Regions from separate parts of the Drosophila melanogaster genome. Here region 1 is linked to region 2. The links are chromatin contacts, called in public ChIA-PET maps. All regions are on one chromosome and are shown on one strand. Each heading gives the region's core, a stretch centred on a gene start, on an enhancer-like site or on the middle of the called end of the contact. The rest is flanking DNA. Distances are from core to core; before and after follow the strand shown. Region 1 holds the start of Obp99c (Odorant-binding protein 99c). Region 2 holds the start of CG1907.

What was found. ChIA-PET counts read pairs in DNA pulled down with a chosen protein or histone mark.
Region 1: an RNA polymerase II ChIA-PET map of the S2 cell line shows a contact between it and region 2, with 8 times the contacts expected there. The contact joins the promoter of Obp99c here to the promoter of CG1907 in region 2. A contact is called at or near these places in 37 of 107 Hi-C or Micro-C datasets (the Clone 8 cell line, the D17-c3 cell line, the Kc167 cell line and 12 more) and 2 of 6 datasets of contacts at active chromatin or transcription factors (the Kc167 cell line and the S2 cell line).

What each region holds. Positions count from the first base shown.
Region 1 is chr3R:29,687,468-29,691,947 of dm6, forward strand. Obp99c (Odorant-binding protein 99c) reads right to left here and starts at 1,844. Exons shown (of 2, transcript NM_001276148.1): 1 at 1,756-1,844.
Region 2 is chr3R:29,617,036-29,621,113 of dm6, forward strand. It overlaps CG1907, which reads left to right and starts at 2,030. Exons shown (of 2, transcript NM_143446.3): 1 at 2,030-2,615; 2 at 2,687-3,723. The coding sequence starts at 2,496. The coding sequence ends at 3,520. It overlaps alph (alphabet), which reads left to right. Exons shown (of 7, transcript NM_143444.4): 7 at 20-122.

The DNA.
Region 1 (4,480 bases), core at 594-3,093, 70 kb after region 2:
CTTGGATCGAGTCAATCCCCCGATTTTCCATACAAATGCCGAGCTATATAGATAGTATAGCTTATAGATAGCTTTCACCCATTCAAACCGAGGAGCGATCCAAGTGGCCAACTGTCAATTCGACGGCCATTATGCAAGGCCATGCAATCGTGTTTAATTAAATCAAATAAAATTCACAGCTGGCCGTCGCGTTCAAAACTAAATAGTGCCCCCGGCGAGGCAGAGATGTCATTACTCTGGGTTTGGGATGAAGTCGAGCACTACATGGGCATACATAACACGGGTGGTAAGTATTGAGCCGATGGGAACGAAACCACGCGCCCTTCCAACTAATAACAGTTGCCTCAAAGGGGCGTGCAACTCCACTATTATTACTATTCCAGGGGGAGGAGGCGAGTCCTCTCAACTGAGGGTTAGATAGCGGGGTTAAAAAATAGGAAACAGTGTTTATGCGAATAGCCCAAACAATGGTCATGATTACCATCTTCATAGAGCTCTCAATTTCTCTCCCCCGGCACTCGGCACTCGGTTCATGTTATATTATATTAGAGGAATTATTCAGAACATATATACAGACAGTTGGGTGAAAATTATATTAACACCCTGAGAGCGTGTCAATGGCCAAAGTCAGGAACTGAGTATCTTGGCCAGCTCGAATTACTCGGCTGAGAGTGGGAATAGGATTTGGTATGGGGATGGGGACTTAGATTGGAAAACTGCAGTTAACGATTGTATAATCGGCCTGTTGGAGGTGTCAAATGCTCGGCTGCCGGAATTCGCAATATTGTATAAATTGTGAGCTGCTTGAGCCATTTGTTGTTTGAAATTTGAGTTTCCGGCTGGGAGGAGAATGTGATATGCCGTTTTTTGTGACACTAATTTTGGATAATTTCCTACTTGGCGTGTGTCATATGAGAGGGTTTTGTTTTGGCAGTTCATGTTTGAGAATAAAATTTATGCATACTAGCTTAAACTATTTTATTAACCTCTTAGCCTTAGTAGTACTATTATCTTGGCCTCCGCTGTACGCATCTGCATTTGACACAACACAATAATTCTAGCAACTTGCCAGCAGAGAATTCGCTTGACAAAATGCCAGGCCAGCAGTGGCAAACATAAAGTTTGCTTGAACTTTTAACAAAATTTCACGTTTCCATGGCTTTCCGGTTGACGTGTGTGCTGCTTCTTGCCAGCTTCTTCCGCAAGAGGAAGACTTCCGCCGCAAGAAAAGCAAAATGTAATTTCATGGCTCGCTGAACGAATCCGAATACATGAGAGTTCAAAGTTTCAGCTTTTCTGCTGCCCCTGCCCCCCTCTGCGCTGCTTTCGCCGAGGAGAGCAAAGACGAGCGAAGGATTCTGTCACAGGATGCTGGCAGGACTTGAAAGCGCAGGAAGTTATTTAATGAGATTTCCTTGTGGCTCAAAGATAAGTCGAAGGAGCGATTCCGAAGCCTGCAATCTTGTAAAACAATATGCAAAGCAGGCGGGCTGCTGGGCGGGTGGTTGAGTGTGCTCTCTGTATCTGCGATTGTTATTCTCCGGCTGAAAGGGATACGCACAGGACGAAGGACGAAGGACCAAGAACGAGAACCGAGGGACGAACGACAATTGTTGCACACACTCGAAATTAAATTAACTTTTTTCGACCCTGTCCACTTTGGAGTGCCGCCGTCGCCTGCATTGTTCACAACCAACTGCCGCTGACAGTTCCAAGTTCCTTGTTCCCAGCTACCAGTTACCAGCTACCACTTACCAGTTGCCAGCTTCCACTAGCAAGGGGAGACTGAGAGGAGTTGGTTGCGACCTGGTGGGCAGCACACCGGGGAAACCTTACAGAACTAGAGACAATCGCATCCGCCGATTGCTCAAATATTGGGCTGGGGTCGCGGCAACCGAAAGCAAGCAAGAGGCGAATCACAATCCAAAAACCAAATCCAAAACCAAAACCGAAAAAAAACACAAAGCAAACAAATCGCAATCGAAACGCATGAATGGGGCAATGACGCAAGGAAATCTCATTAGCCGCATGTCTTCAAGTTTCAGTTTTAATTTTGTACAATATCTCGGTGTGTTTGTTGGCTGTGCTGTGTGTTTCGGGTGAAAAGATCTTTCTCTGTATATATTTTCGGGGGTCTTGATCAAATAATTTTGCGGCCACTGCACGTTAAATATTTGTCAACATTTTAAGGCACTTTTCCATTGTTCCCCCGCCGGAGATCCTCCCTTTTTCTGCTTTTTTTTTACCCACTGAATCAGAAGCAGTCGAGTTGGCCACTTGAGATGTCCAGCCGTCGGAGTCATCAAAAGAGCACCGAGAGACGAGTCGCTGGGTTGGGAGTATGTGGTCAAGTCGAGACCGGGGTTAAGTAAAGTAGCAATGATCCCGCGGTGATTCCAACTTTCCTCGTCGATGGCCAACGGCTACTTATTACACCGCATGTCCATCTTAACTTCTACTGACACACGGTGAATACCCTTTCAAGTTCGTAAAATAATAACTTTGATAGCTATAAAAGTATCTGTGCTGAGTATCTTTAGGATTTTTCTATTGACTTTTTACTATTACGATAAACAATGGTTTTAGATTTATCTATTTTAAAGTTCTATTCCAGTTTTATTGAATAAAGAAATGTATTCCGCTCAATTGATATCCTATTTGTTTATCCCTTTAATTTTGGAATCCTTCTAGATTCCCTGCTGATTCTTTTGAGCTTGTGAGGTAGAGCATCTATAATTTCCCATATCTATTTGATTGATTTCCATTTCTTGCTACGATTTTTGTTGATTTCATTTCCATTGTTGTTGCCATGCTGCGCATGTTGCCTTGGCTGTTGATGATTACTGTGTGCCACTGTGTGCGCGCCTCATATTGTTTGTATTGGACCGCCGCCCGTTCAGCCCCTCTTCCCACCTCTCTCGACCACCTCCCTTCTCACTGCCCCGCCTCCATGGTACCAACCCCAACCCCTCCCAGTCACCCTGCCGCTTCCGCCATCGGGAGCCGCTGAAGCGTGAAGAGAGCCAGCCAAGCCGACGACATAATGGACATGTTTCAGCTTTTGTTGGTGGCAGCACTGCAGAGAAAGAAAAAAGGTGGTACATCCTTAATACATTTATCATTATATGTTAACTGTAGTGAATTGTTAAAATAGGTGTTCATTTTCCCAAGGAGATATTTTTCATAATATTTTCTATCACATTCTTACCATCTCAACGTGAAATAAATCTCTACACCTTTTTTTAATACCCATGACTATTTTCTCTCTCTGCAGCAACAACAACTAAGTAAGTTGTCATCGCCAGCGCTGCTCAACTAATTTGCATATTTGGTCGCAGTAAAAACACTTTATAAGTGGCCACCCAGGGCAGCAGCCTGCGTGTGTTTGTGTGTAGATGTGAGTGTGTGTACATAGGCGCACTTTAAACAAAGTTAAAATGCGAGAAATTGGCCCTGCGCAAAACACCAGTAGCTCCACGGTAACAGCAGCAGCAGCAGCTTCTGGCCATTTACTGTTGCCAACAACTGTGACCTGCCCAAAAAGACGATGCCAGCGGAACTGGAACTGCCCCCTATTTCCCAGTGTGTGTGTGCGTGTGTGTGTGTGTAGAGGTCCTTAGGCAACTCGCACACAAGCACACGCGCGCAAACACCGACACAGACAGACTGGAAACTTGTTTCTTTTGGTCAACTTGTACAACATTGTTGCCGCTTTATGTTCTTCTATTTCTACAGCGTGTGCGTGAGTCCTATGGCTCCTCCTCTTTTCGTGGGCGGAGTCTCCGCGCGAGAGAGCGAACATCTCTCGGAGAAACGAAGAACGTCAGAGAGAGAGAGAGAGAGGCGCGCGCAGCTGCCTCTTTCGCAGACGCGGCTGTCTCGCTCGCTCAGCACGAGTGCTCAGTTTGTTTCAATTGCAATTATTTTGTAACATTCCAATAGGCCAATAGACCCAACCCACTGGCCAAAAAAAAGTTAAAAATTACCTAACGAAAACTCTCATTCCGACGCAGCGGGATATGCGGCACATTATGTAAAGGACTCTTTATGTAAAATGGGTTTTGTTCTTTTAAATAGATTAAAGTAGCAAATTGATATCACATTGTATATCCTTTTAAACGCTATAAAAGTTAATATACGTTATGATTTTCTGTTAAATACCTATCTTTATGGTTTGTTTCTTGTTTAACATATCATCTCATGTCTATACTTTTATGCAGCTGTAAATAAGTAATTATTATGCCTCTGTTTGTCAATTTTGTTCATGGAGATTTCAACACTTGAGACATTTGAACAGCGGCAGCTGGAAATGAAAAGCAAGTGGCGATGTGCCACAACCTAAGGTAGAAACTTTAGTTTTTCAAAAACAGGGGCCTGGGAATTTTAGATATCCCCCCAAAACCCCTCGAAAAGCAACAACTGCGCTGCCAACTGTGTCAGTTGAGTGTGTTTGTATGTGTGTGTGTGTGTGTTGGCCATG
Region 2 (4,078 bases), core at 780-3,279:
TATATTATTTTAATTTCAGTTTCTGGTGAGAAATGATGGAATGGATGGCGCCACAGCTTTTTTCTTAAATCTTTAAATAAAACTATGAACATATAAAAGCAACAACTCGCTTCCTCTGAACCCTTTATCTATTCTTCAATATTTTTCTGTGCCCATAGATTGTCACAATCGAATCCACACAGGTTATATGCCTCGTCGCCTTTTTCCCGCCGTAAGTCCAAGCGTTCGATTTCACTTACGATGTCCTTCACACCGGTTGCTTACTTTAACAGCAGCGGAACAATGGATAGTAACTCATTTTGAAAATATTAAAACCTTTTTGGAGTAATGATTAGAGTAACTTTTAACAATACCAACATATATCATAAAATATAAATGAATAATAGGATATTTTTTAAGATTTATTCAGGAGGAAGTATTACTATTTTGACCGCAAGTGCATGTGAACTACATGTTTGCTCGACAGTCTGAGCAGTCGAAGGATATTTACAGTGGCTGGGGGTCCGTTCCACTCGTGAATGGTATTTATAATGTGTGAGGCGGGGGGCAGGACTGCGGAAAGTGTCCTGCACGGGAGGTAGTTTTTATCTACAGCCCGGTTGACAGCTGGAGATTTCGCTTGGCTCCTTCCTCTGCTGATAGCTTACAATGTGCCTGTCCTGGAACCATGCCCACCGCCACCGCCACCTCCAGCTGCCCCTGCCCACTTGGATTCTTTTTACAAAAAATGCGAAAATCCCTGTTGGAGCAAGCGTTGTCGCCGGCTTCGTCATCGCAGCTAAAATTGAATTGGAATTGCTTCGGCTCCAATGGCAGGCAAACGACAGGCAATCTGTTGAGTCGCCTCTGATTGAATGAGGGGGTCGGGGCCAAGGTCGTCGTTGGGGGTGGAGAAGTGGGATGGGCACTGGGTGCTCCAAAAGAAATGCGGAACGAATGCGCGTAATGCGCTTGGATGGCTGAATCCCCGGCAAGCTGAGTGAATGCCGTCCCGAGATACGAGTGCGATTTAATGATAACATGTTGTGCGACAAGCTCCACCGTCATTATCTGTCATTTTCGGTAAATTCTCGGAAACCATTGATCCGTATTCGTGGAACGTCTTTCGATGCGGTACGGCCTTGCCGAGGTTGTCGAGCGTGTAGAAAGCAATAGTATGTGTATCTGCAAGCGTGCGTTCATCATAATATGTATCTTGCAAATTAGCAGAGATGGTCTAAATATACTAAGCGAAAATAACTATATTACATTCCCTTACAACAGAATTGAAGGCGGTACATATTTATTTTGGGAAAAGCTATAATGGAAGTATTATAAGTTGATTTGATACAATATGTTTCGTTATTATCAGAATTCTTTTCAGCCGGTTTTACTGTAGTTCCATTAACGACGAATGTATAAAGCAAATCAGAAATGGCACACAATCAAATCGGTCCAATTGGAATTCTAATTATCGCAATTACGATAAAAGCGCAGCAAACATTCTGCTTCGTGCGTCGATAAGCAGACTCCAAACAAAGGCAGCAATCGAGATAAAGAAAACATATGTGCGCAAAGGTGTTATTCTGTGAGAAATCTGGCGAATTCTAATTGTGTGTGGGTGAATCAATTGTGTAAACAAAAGAAGACAAAAAGATACAAGATACCTAGGAAATGCTAATTGGACGATGCGCTCTCTAGTTTGAAAGTGCGGTCAAGGCGCTCAGCTGTTTGGCGTTTAGCAACACCGTCGGCTACTCTTCAGAGTTTCCAGAGCATGCTTATATACATTATATTTATATTATATATAAACTAAAATCCCGAACTTTTAAAATATATATTAACTCTTGCATTATCTTAACAAAATTTATACATTTACAAATAAGTTGACATGCAGTTTGTTATATTACCATTTTATACTCTCTCTTACCACACCTGGCAACCCTGCTGCGCTCTCGCGCCGCCGCTCTCGCGCCGTCGCTCTCGCTCGCTCCCTCTCACTCGCACACACGTCATCAGCTGTGGCCCACTAACAACAAGCCCGTCGTCACCAGATGTATTTTCGTGTTGTTGGTGGTTTGGCTGCATTCGATTTCTCCTCAACTGCAGGCTGAAAAAAGGCAAATAAAAAAGGAATTCGGTGCCAAACATTCCGCGACCACGCAACAAATTGCAGCCAAGCAGCACGTGCCACTTGCTCCCAGAATAAAAATAAACCGGGCGAGGAAAGGCGCCGCATTTGACATTGAACAACATTCGCGGTGCGAAAATAAATCTAGGAAATAAAACTAAAACCCACACGAACAAACGGCGATATCAGCTGTTCGGCAAGTGCGTGCGGCGGTGAAAATTCATTATTAACTGTGCCATCGGCGAATAGAGGCGCTTTCCCATTGCCCTCCGCATTTTCCATATTCCCCCGCGGCGGAGAGTCGATTTTTCCGGGCAACGATAACTGGAAATTGCGAGCATATTACGCATTTACCCTAGTGTTGTGTAATCGAAGTCCCGCGGAAATGAGCGCTACGAGTGTCCAGGAGGCGCCCAAGAAGGCGGTGGCCACCAATGCCATCAAGTTCCTCTTCGGCGGCCTCTCCGGAATGGGAGCCACCATGGTGGTGCAGCCGCTAGACTTGGTAAGATATACTGGATAAACTCCCTGGCCCAATAACTTAATCTATTGGAATATGTGATCCCAAATCCGCAGGTCAAGACCCGCATGCAGATTTCTGGAGCGGGCAGTGGCAAGAAGGAGTACCGCAGCTCATTGCACTGCATCCAGACCATCGTGAGCAAGGAAGGACCTCTGGCCCTTTACCAGGGCATCGGAGCTGCTCTGCTGAGACAGGCAACCTACACCACGGGAAGATTGGGCATGTACACGTATCTGAACGACCTGTTCAGGGAGAAGTTCCAGAGGAGTCCCGGCATCACGGACAGCATGGCCATGGGCACGATCGCCGGAGCCTGTGGCGCCTTTATTGGCACGCCCGCGGAGGTGGCCCTGGTGCGCATGACTTCCGACGGCAGGTTGCCGGTGGCCGAGCGGAGGAACTACACGAATGTGGCCAACGCCCTGGCCAGGATCACCAGGGAGGAGGGACTTACGGCTCTGTGGAGAGGCAGTCTGCCCACAGTGGGTCGCGCCATGGTCGTGAACATGACCCAACTGGCCAGCTACTCGCAGTTCAAGACCTACTTCCGCCACGGACCCCTTCAGATGGAGGAGGGCATCAAGCTGCACTTCTGCGCCAGCATGCTAAGCGGTCTACTGACCACCATCACCTCCATGCCGCTGGACATTGCCAAGACCCGTATCCAGAACATGAAGATGGTCGATGGCAAGCCGGAGTACCGCGGCACCGCCGACGTCCTGCTGCGCGTGGCCCGCCAGGAGGGAGTCTTTGCGCTGTGGAAGGGATTCACGCCCTACTACTGCCGCCTGGGTCCCCACACCGTGCTGACCTTCATTATTCTGGAGCAGCTTAACCAGGGCTACAACAAGTACGTCCTGGGCTCGAACAAGAGCACTGGCCTGTAAATGACCAATATCCCATATCCAACGATTAACGAAGAATGAACCATGCGTGTATATATACGACGTTAAGTTTAAAGAAAACTTAGGGCATTTATATGTCGGCAATTCCGGTGACAATATTACATGATAACGATTAGCTTGAATGTTGAAACAGTTTTTCTAGCGCCATAAGTATAAAGTGGATTCTCAATAAAGCACAAAATGTTAAAAAAAAAAAACCTGGCTTCTAAATATTATATTTTCAACTTCTGCTCAGTGGTATTTATAGATGTCCACCTGTACCTCGCGTGCGCATGATTACTCAACCATATCTAGTCTTCAAAGTCACTCGGGTTGCCCACTTCAGCCATGTGTGTGGAGTGTGAAGTGGGTGGGTGTGGGCCCGACCATATGTTGTTATGCCAAATTAATTATATGCCCTGTGTCTATGTGGAAGACGCCCCTCCCCGCCACACAGTTCAACACAGCTACTGTTTGCTAATTCCCCTGATAAACCTTATCATTGGCTCACTGCCGGTGCAAAGTATAAATCCCCACGATAAACTCCACGGCTGGAGATTG